Linked DNA regions of Rattus norvegicus: region 2 is linked to region 1. A link is a contact called in public Hi-C data. All regions are on one chromosome and are shown on one strand. The core of a region is the stretch at or near the end of the contact, and the rest is flanking DNA. Distances in the headings are between cores, read along the strand shown. Region 1 holds the start of Pin1 (peptidylprolyl cis/trans isomerase, NIMA-interacting 1). Region 2 has its middle 22 kb from the start of Rdh8.

What was found. Hi-C and Micro-C count contacts between places; a contact is called where the count stands out from the background.
Region 2: a Hi-C map of Schwann cells shows a contact between it and region 1, with 4 times the contacts expected there. The contact joins the enhancer-like site here to the promoter of Pin1 in region 1. A contact is called at or near these places in 4 of 12 Hi-C or Micro-C datasets (the A7r5 cell line, the Rat2 cell line, Schwann cells and 1 more).

Annotation. Positions count from the first base shown.
Region 1 is chr8:27,462,868-27,468,899 of GRCr8, reverse strand. Pin1 (peptidylprolyl cis/trans isomerase, NIMA-interacting 1) reads right to left here and starts at 3,258. Exons shown (of 4, transcript NM_001106701.2): 1 at 3,195-3,258. The coding sequence starts at 3,252.
Region 2 is chr8:27,648,529-27,654,560 of GRCr8, reverse strand. No RefSeq gene overlaps it. Among named protein-coding and RNA genes, the nearest start is that of Rdh8, 22 kb to the right of the region's middle. Within about 2 kb of position 3,585, at least 6 of the 93 cell types and tissues checked have an H3K27ac peak or open chromatin away from gene starts, as enhancers often do. A contact at or near this core is called in the A7r5 cell line and Schwann cells, where this site is marked.

The DNA.
Region 1 (6,032 bases), core at 2,009-4,508:
TCTTTAACAGATCCATTTCCTGGTCTACCCCATGCTATAGGCTTGGGAGGATGCTGTCCCCATAGGACCTGTCAGGACTATGCTAATGCTTTAGGTGGTACCAGACAGACACTAAACCAGTAAATCAGATAAAACAGCTTCCAGGCCTTCTAGATGGCTCGGCAAATAAAGGAACTTGCCAAGTCTGACAACCTGAGTTTGATCTCCAGGAACTTGCCAAGTGGAAGGAGAGAACCCATCAGTCTCAAGATGTCCTCTGACCTCCACATGGCATAATGCCACCTTACAGAATAATAGGACCAGATTTTCAAAAGCATCCTCAGCTATAGTTTGAGATAGCCTTGGCTACACTGGACCCAATTCCAAACATAGATAAACAAACAGACAGCATGGGCTGAGGATCAGTGCTTGCATGGCATTGTGAGGTTCTAGGTTCAAGTCCCAGGATCACATATCACCAAAAGGTAGAGTATAACTGTTTTTACCCATTGCTTCGTTCCACAAAAACCCAGGCAGCACCTCCCCCTCCTCTGCTCACAGCAGCAGCAGTTGTGTCTTGTGCATAAACAGAGAAAGTTACTCCAAAGCTCCAGTCTTTTTTTTTTTTTTTTTTTTTTTTTGGTTCTTTTTTTTCGGAGCTGGGGACCGAACCCAGGGCCTTGTGCTTCCTAGGTAAGCGCTCTACCACTGAGCTAAATCCCCAGCCCTCAAAGCTCCAGTCTTAACCCCTGCACTGGTAGCCTAAGTCAGAGAGCAAGGGGTAGCATTACTCAGGGCCTGATGTCATCTGAGTGGCTGTGAGGGCATAAAGGAGACAGATGGAAAATCAAAACCTCAAGGGAAAACTCTGGCTTAGTGGAACATGCTGTTTGCCTAGCACTAGGGAGGCTGAGGCAAGAGGATGGATGTCTGCAGATTGAAGCCAGTAAAAGTAAGTTTGCAAGACGGACTCAAAAAAGTGAAAGGTAAAAGAGGAGGAAGGGGTATGGCAGAAGCCTGAAGGAAGGACCCAGTAGATTCTGGGTCACTCCAAGGGCTGAGTCTACCTGGGTTACACAGCTGATCTAGCATAGGAGAAGAGCTGGATGTTACCCATGAAGGAAGGGCTTTTCATAGTCCTACTGAGAACAAATGACAAGCATAACTAAGCAGAGGGGCAGGTATAGGGGTGTGTGTGTGTAAAAGAGTTTCACTATGGGGGCTGGATAGATGGCCCGGAGATTAACAGCACCATCTGCTCCTCTATTGGACTGGAGTTCAATTTCCAGTACCCATGTGGAGGCTCACAACTGTCTCTTCAGGCTTCTTGGTGGGCACTGCATGCATATGGAATACACATGCAAGCCTAATACCCATACATGTATTTTTTAAAAAAGTGTACGTAGCCCAGGACAACCATGAACCAGATCTCCTCCTGCTTCTGCCTAAGTGCTGGAAATACAGCTGTGTGCCACCACACCCAGTTAGAGACAAGTTTATGCTAGAGGTCACAACCCCACCCTAGGAATGGAGCAGCCCAAAGCCTCTGGGGATAAATCCAACTAAAACCTTTGTCAGGTCACCTTCCCTGAACCTCAGCTTTCTCATCTGTAGACTGGGACAAGAGAATAAGGACATCAGAGCATAAAGGCTTATAACTTTAGTCCCAGTGCGTGAGAGGCTGAAGCACAAGGATCATGAGTTGGAAGCAAGCTTGGGCTACACAGCAAGACTTTACCTCTGTGTGATGTAATCCCAGCAGAACACCAGAGGTTCAAGGTCATCCTTGGATAAGTATCGTCTGAGCGCTCATGCTCGCTCTTGCGCACTCTTTCTTTCTTTCTTTCTCTCTCTCTCTCTCTCTCTCTCTCTCTCTCTCTCTCTCTCTCTCTCTCTCACACACACACAAACACACACATCTTAGAAAGGAAAATGGCTCAATGGGTAAGTGCTTGCAGCCAAATCTGACGGAGTTCACAATCTACTCATGGTAGAAGGAAGAAAACTCTTGCAAGTTAAGATTGTCTGACCTTCACATGCACATACATTAAATACAGTATTACTAATATTATTAGTAAAGATTGTTTCAATAAATAAATTGGGCAAAGTGGTGCATGCCTGTAATCTCAGCACTTGGGGGAGCTGAAGCAGGGGGATCAGGAATTCAAGAGTAACCTGTCTTTATGAGGCTCTGTCTAATGCCTTTCCACATCCACTCTTGATAAAAAGGTGGAAAGTGAATGACATTAAACCTAGCTGGGTTCAGAGAGTTAACATATGCAGTGTCCAGAACCTTGATGCTTAATAACTAAGAATTTTGAGTGAGCTCTGTAGGTTGCATTGACCCTGGCTACCTGAAATGCTTGTAGGCTACTCTAGGCGTTGCCACTGACACTGGGAAGGGGACATTTGAGATCAAAAAAAAAAAAAAATCATTGCAATCTAGGGCATTCCCAGTGACTGAACTGCATTATCAGATGAGTTCTTTCCATGTCTGGCCTCAGTTTCTCCCTCTTGAAATATGAGAGCAATTCCTTTCTTGAAAGATGGTAGCAACCGGGGTGTGGGGGGGAGGAGAGCATGAACCAAGAAAAGAGAGGGAGCGAGGGAGGAGGGAGAGGGAGATGGAGGAACAGAGGTGGAGGTGGGGATAGGAGGAAGAGGAAGAGTGGAGAGGTGGGTGGGAGAGAGAGGGAGGGGTGGAAGGAGAGAGTGAGAGAAGGCAGGAGGGAGAGGGGGAGGGGAAGCGGGAGCACACACCGGCGTAGACTTGTAAAAGAACTGAAGTCTTTCAAAGAGTTTGGCACCATGCTTGACCCAGAGACGAACTGTCCTGGTTAGGAGCCATCACTGTCCCTGGGTCCCGATAGGGGGATGAGCGGGCACGTGTCTCGGATGCTGCCCGAGAAACCAGAGCAGGGCGGCCCACGCCCTCTGCACCGAATCCCGATCTTCCTCTCAAGGGAACTCCGAGGTGCAGACTCGTCGCCTCAGAGCACCGGGGCCCAGTGGTGGGCGAGAACCGGGGCGCGCCTGTGCCTGCCCCACCTCCTACCTCAGTATCTGGCTTTCCGGGCCCGTTATGCCGCGGAGGAGGCCAGATCTCCATGCCCGAAGCAGGACGGTGATGCGACTCGCCTGTGCAGGCGAGCTCAAGCCCAACTTCCGCAACCTCCAGGCCTCGCCCCGGGCCCTGGGCGACCCCTAAGAGGTACCTGAGCTGCGACTCATACGCTTCTCCCACCCGGACGGCAGCTTCTCCTCGTCCGCCATCTTCCCTCCTGCCGCAGCGCCTGCTCCGCCTCCGCGGCTCTGACCCCGCGCCAGACCAGCGCCGCTGTTGATTGGCTCATCCAATCGAGACGCCAATTGGACGGCAGCACAACGCCTCGAGCTCTCGAGCCTTTTATTGGGCTCTCCCGCGGCCTCCTGGACCACCCCTACACACACCCTCCACCCACTACCCTCACCTTCCCAACACCGCTACTGATTGGCTCGTCTGGAAGCTACGTCTATTGGATGCTCCAACCCGGCAAGCGGCTCCCTTTAAGCGTCAAAAGGGCGCTCCACCCTTTTTGGTGCGCTTAGCCGATAAAATAGTGCTTATTTGACTGGCTCCTGCGGCAGCCAATCCGGCCTTCTCAAGCCTTTCTCGGAGGTCCGCCAGAATCCACGCGGAAGTGGCCAGCTGGAACTAAGGTACATGGGTGCTTTTGCTGTACTTTGCCGTTGCCATAGCAATGCAGTTGCCTTGGTGACAAAAGGCTAACTATTCAGAGCCTAAATTTGGCTTTTGAGTTCTTCTTCCCACCTTTTCCTCCAGATGTCCAAAGCGAAACCAGTCCTTTTCGGTTTTTGCAAGGCGAACCATTTCACTGGTTTATTCACCCACTTTCCATGTCTTTTTTAGAACCTACTTCGACTTATTCCTTCTCCATGGGCTCCTCCTGACTTCTAGGCAGGTGACTGATGGGTGAGAGCATTACCACTAGACCGAGGAAAGGGGGTAGGAGAGGGTGGGCGGCTCCAACGACCGGTTTTAGTCAACTGGTAGTCTGAGGAAAACGGTGTGTTAATGTATACCTTCAATCCTAGTACTCAGGAGGCAAAGGCAGGCAGTTCTGAGTTCGAGACCAGCCTGCTCTACAAAGTGAATTTCAGCACAGCTAAGGCTACACAGGAAACTTGTCTCAACAAACGAATGAACGAATCAAAAAAAAAAAAAAAAAAAAAAGACAGCTAGAGAGATGGCTCAGTGGTTAAAGCACTAGCTGCCCTTCCATTAGACCTTTCAATTCACCAGACCTGCATGTGGTACACATTCATACATACATGCAGGCAATTCATATATATAAGAATTTTAAAATGTTACTTTATGCCTAGTGCTGGTGGCAAACGCCTTTAATCCTACACTTAGGAGGCAGAGGCAATCAGATCTCTGAGCTTGAGGCCAGCCTGGTGTACAAAGTGAGTTCCAGGACAGCCAGAGCTACACAGAGAATCCCTGTTTCAAGAATTTTTAAAAAATCACTTTAAAAAACTATTACATTTATAAGGGATACCGCCATGAAAGCTGTGTAATCAAGAGGACAATTTGTGGCAATCTGTTCTCTCCTTCCACCATGGGGTTCTGAAGGTCAAACTAAAGTTGTCAGGCTTGGTGGCAAGTTACCCATCTTGCTGGCCCTAGCTAATTAATGATTTTCAATAGCCTTTCAATAGCAAAGCATGGGCCCAAGGGCTCAGTGGTAACCAAGCCTGATCAATTGACACACGAACATCTTTGTGAGTTTGAAGCCAACCTGGTTTGTACAGTGAGTTCCAGGATACCTAAGGCTACAAAGAAAGACAAGTCTAAAAAAAAAAAAAGGGAAGAGAGAGAGAAAAAAAGGTGGGGTAGAATGGTAGAATAGTCCAGACCTAGAGTTCAAGCTATAGTAGTAAAAGAATTACATGACAGATTTAATAAGGCTACTTTATTTCAAACCAGTACAGAAGTATATAGACCAGATAAAAAAGCTTCTGCATTCTTCTGAGCCAGAAACACTCAATGCATTCACATAAGGTTCCATTAAAAATGTCTACCTTGCTGGACGTGCTAGCACATGATTTTAATCCCAGCACTGGGGAGGCAGAGACAGAGGGATCTGAGTTTGAGGCCAGCATGGTTTACAAAAGGAATTCCAGGAGAGATAGGGCTGTTACACAGAGAAATCTTGTCTCAACAATACTTTATTTTATGCAGGGTGGTGGTCTTGCCTTTAATCTCAGAACTCAGGAGATAGTCAGGTGACTATCTGGGTTCAGTGCCAGCCAGATCTACATTCAAGTATCAGGCAGGCCAGGGCTACATAGAGAGAGCTTGTTTCATAAACAACAAAATTCACCTCAAAAACTAAATAATATTTATTATTAACCTGAGTGCATGTGTGGAGGTCAGTGGACAGCTCTGTTATGAGACCACTCCACTTGACCAAATTTCAAATTGACAGTCTGTATTAAGCCATGTAGCAACTGCCTGGAAAGGAACACTTCTCCCAGAGCAGCCCCAAATGCGTTATTACAAGGAGTTGTTTTTTGTTTTGTTTTTTTTTTAACCTTAAAAGAACACAGAAAAACTGCATTCTGGTAGCAGTTGCAGGGGCAAGCAAACAAGCAGCTCAGTGAGAGCTAAGAACATGCAGTTATCTGGGACATTTTGACTCTGAATTTGTAGAACAGGACTGGATGCTTTCCTGTGGAACTTTTCAGGGCAAGGGGTAGAAACCAAAGATAGCTATACCTGAGACAAGATGGAGAAACCTTGTAGCTGGTTCTTTCTTTCCAATTGGGTTGCAGGGCTGGAACTTAGGTCTTGAGGCTCAGGTAGAAACATCTCTACCAGTCCAGTTTCCCTAACTGTCTTTTCTTTAAAAAAAAAAAAGGGAGGGGGGACTATGTAGCTTAGAGAGATGTCTCAGTGGGAAACGCACTTGATACACAATTGAGACTCGGAGTCTAAATATGAAGAACCCACATAAGGCTGCATGCAGTAACAAGCCAACATCAGCAAC
Region 2 (6,032 bases), core at 2,336-4,835, 190 kb before region 1:
CTAACACTGACTAAAACAGGCAGAAGCCTGTGACCCCAGCATCCACGGGGAGGAGGCAGGAGGGCTACCTGGCAGCAGCACAGCTTTGGGAGAGGCCAAGGTGGCTTTTAAAAATGAATATGGGGGTGACAGGGCCAGAGGGATGGCTCGGCAACTAACACTTTCCTCCCTACAGTCTTTCTTCGTCACAGCAACAGAAATCAGATATCATCTTTTTTTTTTTCAATTGTCACAGAACGCCTGACAGAAGCTACTTAAAGAACAGGTTGATTTGATTCATAGGTTTAGGGGTATTTCACTCCATCATGTTGAGAAAGACATGATGTACTTCAAGGCCTTGGGAGTGTGGAACAGACGCTCATGGTAGACAGGTTGAAGAGAACCAGCAGGGAGCAGCACAGAGCCTTAACCTTCGGAACCACTTGTCTGCAGTGACCCACTTCCTTCAGACAGGCTCCACCTCTACAAGGCCCTGCAAGAGCCCCAGTAGCACCCTGTGCCAGAGTCCAGCATTCCAGCATGGGGAACATTCCAGGGTCACGCTGTAACAGTAGCATGTCCTCCGTCTGTCCAGTTTCTCGGTGTCCCTGGTCCTCTGTGAGGGCTGGGGATCAAGGTGAGTCCCACCAGGCCTGGATGCCAACACTCAGTGCCTCATTGCTGAGGTGGAAGACTGTCCTGTTGGACTTCAGTCTGGTCGCACAAGGCGGGAGCGCTGGACGTGATCCAAGCAATGGGACCCCCAGATGTTCCTTGCTGGTTCTGCTCTACGGTTTCCACTTGATCCCCCTCCTGGCGTCCACACTCTCCTCACTGGACCCCTTCACGTCAGAGGGAGCCTTGAAATTCTGTTTGTCTGTGCTTTGCTAATTGGCCCCCATGGTCCAGGCCCCTAAACTGTAACAGAAAGTTGGGACATAGAAAAGTAGACATGACTTCCTATGCTGCCTGGTTTCGAGGGGTACACCAGGGTACCTTTTGGGGACCTGGGTAAAGATGCCCATGTTCCTCAGGTTTTCTTGAGGTCTCCCTCCCTAGGAGTAAGTCCCGGGACCAGACCTTGGCAAAAGAAGCATTTGGGGGTTGGGGATTTAGCTCAGTGGTAGAGCACTTGCCTAGCAAGCACAAGGCCCTGGGTTCAGTCCCCAGCTCTGAAAAAAAGAAAGGAAAAAAAAAAAAGAAGCAGTTGAGGGTGTCTGTTGTTGGGATCAAGGCTGCCGTGTGTAGGTCGCTTATCACACCAGCAGATTCCCAGGTAGAGGAACCAGGTACAGTCTGCACGCAGTTTCCTAAAATACCAGCAGAGGGCGCTTCCTGCCTAACCAGTTTCTGTAGGTGGGAAGAAGCCTTCATCGGGTATCAGGCTCTGACTGGTCACAGACTCTGTCTGGGTTCTGCTGATACAAGGAGCAGGGGTTGTAACTGTCCTCAGAAAGGGTCTTGGTGGTCTGTGCCTCCAGTACACAACTCAACTCCAGTTCACAAGTCCTCCCTGTCTGATACACAGGGTCCACCTTGATGTCTAGTGTGAAATATCTTGATACTGGAAACTGTGGTTCACAGTAAGCACAAGGTACTGAACTAAGAGAGATTGGAAGACCCTGATCATTTGACACAGGACAGGAGGGAGAGAGGCCTCAGGGAGATAAAAGCAGCTGTGGGCAGAGAAGGGAGGCCTTGGGAGCTGGTGAGCCTTTTAGGGTATTTGAGGTAAGAGTTTGCAGACTAAATTAGTTTGACTAAAATGGCCCCCATAGATTCATAGGGAGTGGCACTTTTTGAAAGGATTAGGGCATGTGGTCTTGGTAACTAGGCATGGTTCTGTTGGAGGAAGTGCGTCCCTGGGGATGGGCTTTGAGGTTTCAGAGGCTCAAGCCAGGCCTAGTGTCTCACTGTCTCCTCTTGCTGCCTGCAGATACAGATGTAGAACTCTCACCTCCTTCTCCAGCACCATGTCTGCCTGCAGGCTGCCATGCTTCCGGCCATGGCAATAATGGACTAAACCTCTGAACCGTAAGCCAGCCCCAGTTAAATGCTTTCCTTTATAAGAGCTGCTGTGGTCATGGTGTCTGTTCACAGCAACAGAAACCCTAAGACAGAGCTTCTGTGTCCAAAAATGACTGTCTCATCTGCCCGTCAGTGTGCAGGAACTCCAGCCCCTTCTTGTCTGTGGATGAGGATCCAGAGCCGGGCGTGCAGGTCACCCAGGTGATAACACGTTGCTGTCCTTGTTTTACTGGAGGTTATACCCACGCTCTTGGGGAGCTGGAGAGAAATACCCAGGCTCTGTTGGGGGTTCTCCAACTCTAGGGGTAAAGCTTTGGCCATATTTTTGGAAGAGAAGCAACTGAAGAGGACCCAGCAGGTAAAGTGCCTGCTGTACAGGTGCCAGGACCTGAGCTCAGATCTGCGGAATGCATGTAACGGGCAAGCATGGTGGCACACACCTGTAACACCGGTGCTGGAAGGAATCACTGGCCAGACGGTCTAGCCAATCAGCGAGCTCCAGGCTCAGTGAGCGATCCCATCTCATAACCTAAGGTGGAAGGGCCGGAGAGATGGCTCCATGCTCTCTCTTATAGACGACTTGAGTTCGGTTCCCAGCACCTGCATCTGGTAGTCACGACCCCCTGTAACTCCAGTTCCAAGGCATCCAATGCCCCCTTCTGGCCTCTGAGGGCAACTGCACTCATGTGCCCATACTCTCATACTCATATAATTAAAAATTTAAAAAACCTTTCTTAGTGCAAACAAAATGGGAAAGCTAGGCCTGTAATTTCAGCACGGAGGAGGCAGGCAGATCTCTTTGGGTTCAACGGCAGCCTGGTCTACATGGTGGATTTCAGGCCAGCCAGGCCAGCAAGACCCTGTGTCGGAAGCCAACTATAATAACAAAACATTCTGGAGAGTAATAGATGATGCTTGGCACTTTGGCCTCCGCGTGTGCACGCAGCTCCCTCCCTCTATCCACGTACACCGAACACACACACACTATCTACTGAAAGCCAAAGAAGCGTTTGACTGTTCTGTCTTTGCGGGTGTCTTAGGGTTTCCACTGCTGTAGTGAAACACCATGACCAAAAAGCAAGTTGGAGAGGAAAGGGTTTATTCAGCTCACACTTCCACCTCATTGTCATCCAAGGAAGTCAGAACAGGAACCAGGAGGCAGGAGCTGATGCAGAGGCCATGGAGGGGTGCTCCTGACCATCTTGCTCCTCGTGTCTTGCTTAGCTTGCTTTCTTCTCGATCCCAAGACCGCTGTCTCAGAGATAGCCCCACCCACAATGGGCTGGGCTCTCCCCTGTCAATCACTAAGAAAACACCCTCCGGGTTTGCTCACCCGATCTCATGGAGGCATGTTCTCAGTTAAGGCTCCCTCTTCTTGATGACTCTGGCTCGTGTCAAATGGATACACAATTAGCCAACGCGGGAAACAAGTTTGCTAGGCAGAGTTGTGCAGGCTGCTCATTGCACAAGGACACTCTGTCAAAGGAGGAAGGAGTCCAGCCCATGCTCGGCATCCCAAGCGGACAGCAGAGGGCATCGTCTATTGTTTTCACAGGCGTCTAAAAATGGACTAGCCTTTCAAGGTCTCGGGACTTCTTATTTCTAAGTGGACAGGACATGAGTCATTGCAAATCCATCCGGGTCCAGCATGGACACTACAGTGCCCCTTGTGGGAAGCCCCCTCCAGTGTCTGCTTCTCCGCTTTTCCTGCTGACCTAGAGCCACATTTTGTGGTCACTTGTCATCTCCTGTCACCCACCGTCACAGGCTTGTTAGTTCTCTAGAGTAATAGAACTTACATGATGAATCTACGTAGAAAGGGAGTTTACTAGCACTGCAGGCTGTGGTCCAGCTAATCCAACAAGGGCCGCCTATAAATGGAGGGTTCAAGGTTCAAGTTGTTCAGTCCATGAGGCTGGTTGTCTCAGCCCGTCTTCAGCGTACACTGGAATTCTGAAGAGTTAGGCTGTAATATCAGTGAAGGCACGGACTAGCTATTAAGAGCAAGCAGGCAGAGCAAGAGCTTCCTCCCTCCCTGTCCCCTATAGAGGCTGCCACCAGAAGGTGTGACCTAAATTAAATGTGGATCTTTTTCCCACGGAGAAGATCCAGATTAGAGAGAAGTTGGCCTTCCCACTTCAAATTATTTAATGAAGAAAAAAACCCTCATAGGTGTGCCCAGCCATTTTGGGTTTTAGTTAATTTCAGACGTAGGCAAGTAGACAGGCAGGAACATCCAGGCATCTGAACCATGAAGCCATTTTCCACTGACAATGATCAGGCTTCTGGACAACACTGTCCTCTTCACCAGAGAGTCCCACACTGTGATGGTTACCTTAAGAGGTATCTCGTGGAGTCTAAGTGGGCACAGATACTGGTCTTCTTAGAACTGCCAACCTTCATGACTCAGTGTGTGTGTGGTGGCTGAGGGTATCACCAGGAGGTAACTGTTAGAGTCCAGAAAAGAGACACAAGAGGAACTCAGTGATGGGAGAGTCAGATCAGGGAGCCCTGCCCAGGTGACTCACAGTGGCTTAGCCTGGCCCAAGGGGCTGCTAATGAGGGCCAGGAAGAAGCCCAGGATCCAGGGCTGGTCCATGGTGTGGCTGAGATACGGCCCAGGACTGTTGGCTCATCTTGGCAGAGTTAATGTCTAAGCAACTTGGGAGGGGAATTACTGTAAATCCAACAGAAGGGGCCTAGAAGATGCTCCTCAACCTCAGCCAGACCTTCCAGGGGTGCTGGAGACAGTTGCCTTGAGATAAGACCCAGTCTTGGGGGTCAGAGTGGCATGAGGAGAACCACAGATGTCTATCCCCTCTGCTGGCAGGGGCCATCTGGTACCAGGGCTATCTTGGGCTCATCTGCTAGTGACAGGTGACACTTCCCCTCACCCCCAGTCTGGATGGCTGTTGTGTTTCTGCGATAACTGTTGCCACAGGGCACAGTAAGCATTTTATCCAGGCTCCCAGTTCCAGGCATGAGCAACCTTTTGGCGCTCAACCTGCCTGGCCCAGGAGCTTCAGACATGGAGCTGTTTTAGAAACATGGATCAAAATCTTCTCCAAGGCTGATGAGAGGGTTCAGCAGTAAGTGCAGGCGCCACCAAGCCTGAGGCCCCAAGTTCCATCCCCAGAGCCCACGTAATGGAGAGAGAGAACTGACTTCTGAAAGTTGCCCTCTGATCTCCACATGAGTGCCCTCCAGCACACGCAAATTATTAACAAGTGTAATAAAAAACTTTTAAAAACTCCTCTTGCAGGCTGGGGAGTCAGCTTGATGGGTAGAGCGTTGTATACGCACAGAAAGGGCTGGGCTTCCTTAGGGACACAGGAAGTGGTGTGCTGGCTCACACCTGTACTCTCAACAATGTAAGGTAGAGGCAAGCCAGTGGATCTTTATAAGTTCAAGGCCATACTGGTTCACATGTGGAGAATGTCTCACAATGAAAAATAAAATAAAAAGAGTTTAAAACCATCCTTGGTTATATCTGGAGTTCCAGGCCAGCCTGGCCTACATGAAACTACATTTTTAAAGAAAGGAAAGAAAGAGAGGAAAAACCAGGAATTGACGAGAAGAGGGAGAGCCTCAGATTGAAGGGAGTGAGGAAGACTCCAGGTGTCGAAGATGGTGGTGTGTGCAAAAGTCCAGGGGCAGGAGGGGACTGAGAGCTGTTTCAAAAAAAAGGGTTGGGGGAGTTAAGAAGATGGCTGAGTCAGTAATGTACTTCTTGTAGAAACTGAAGATCTGACTCCAGATCCCCACTATCGATGTGTGGTATGTACATGTAGACCCAGTGCTGGGGGATAGACAGGTGACTGATCCCCAGGGCTCACACTGGCCATGTAGGTAATTTAAACTCACCACCAAGTCTCAGGTTCAGTGAGAGACCGTATATCAAAGAATGAGGTGGAGAACAGGCAGGTCATAAATAACATGCACACACATGCACACATACATACACACACACATACACACACATGCACACACATACATGAACACACACACTCACACAGATGCAGATG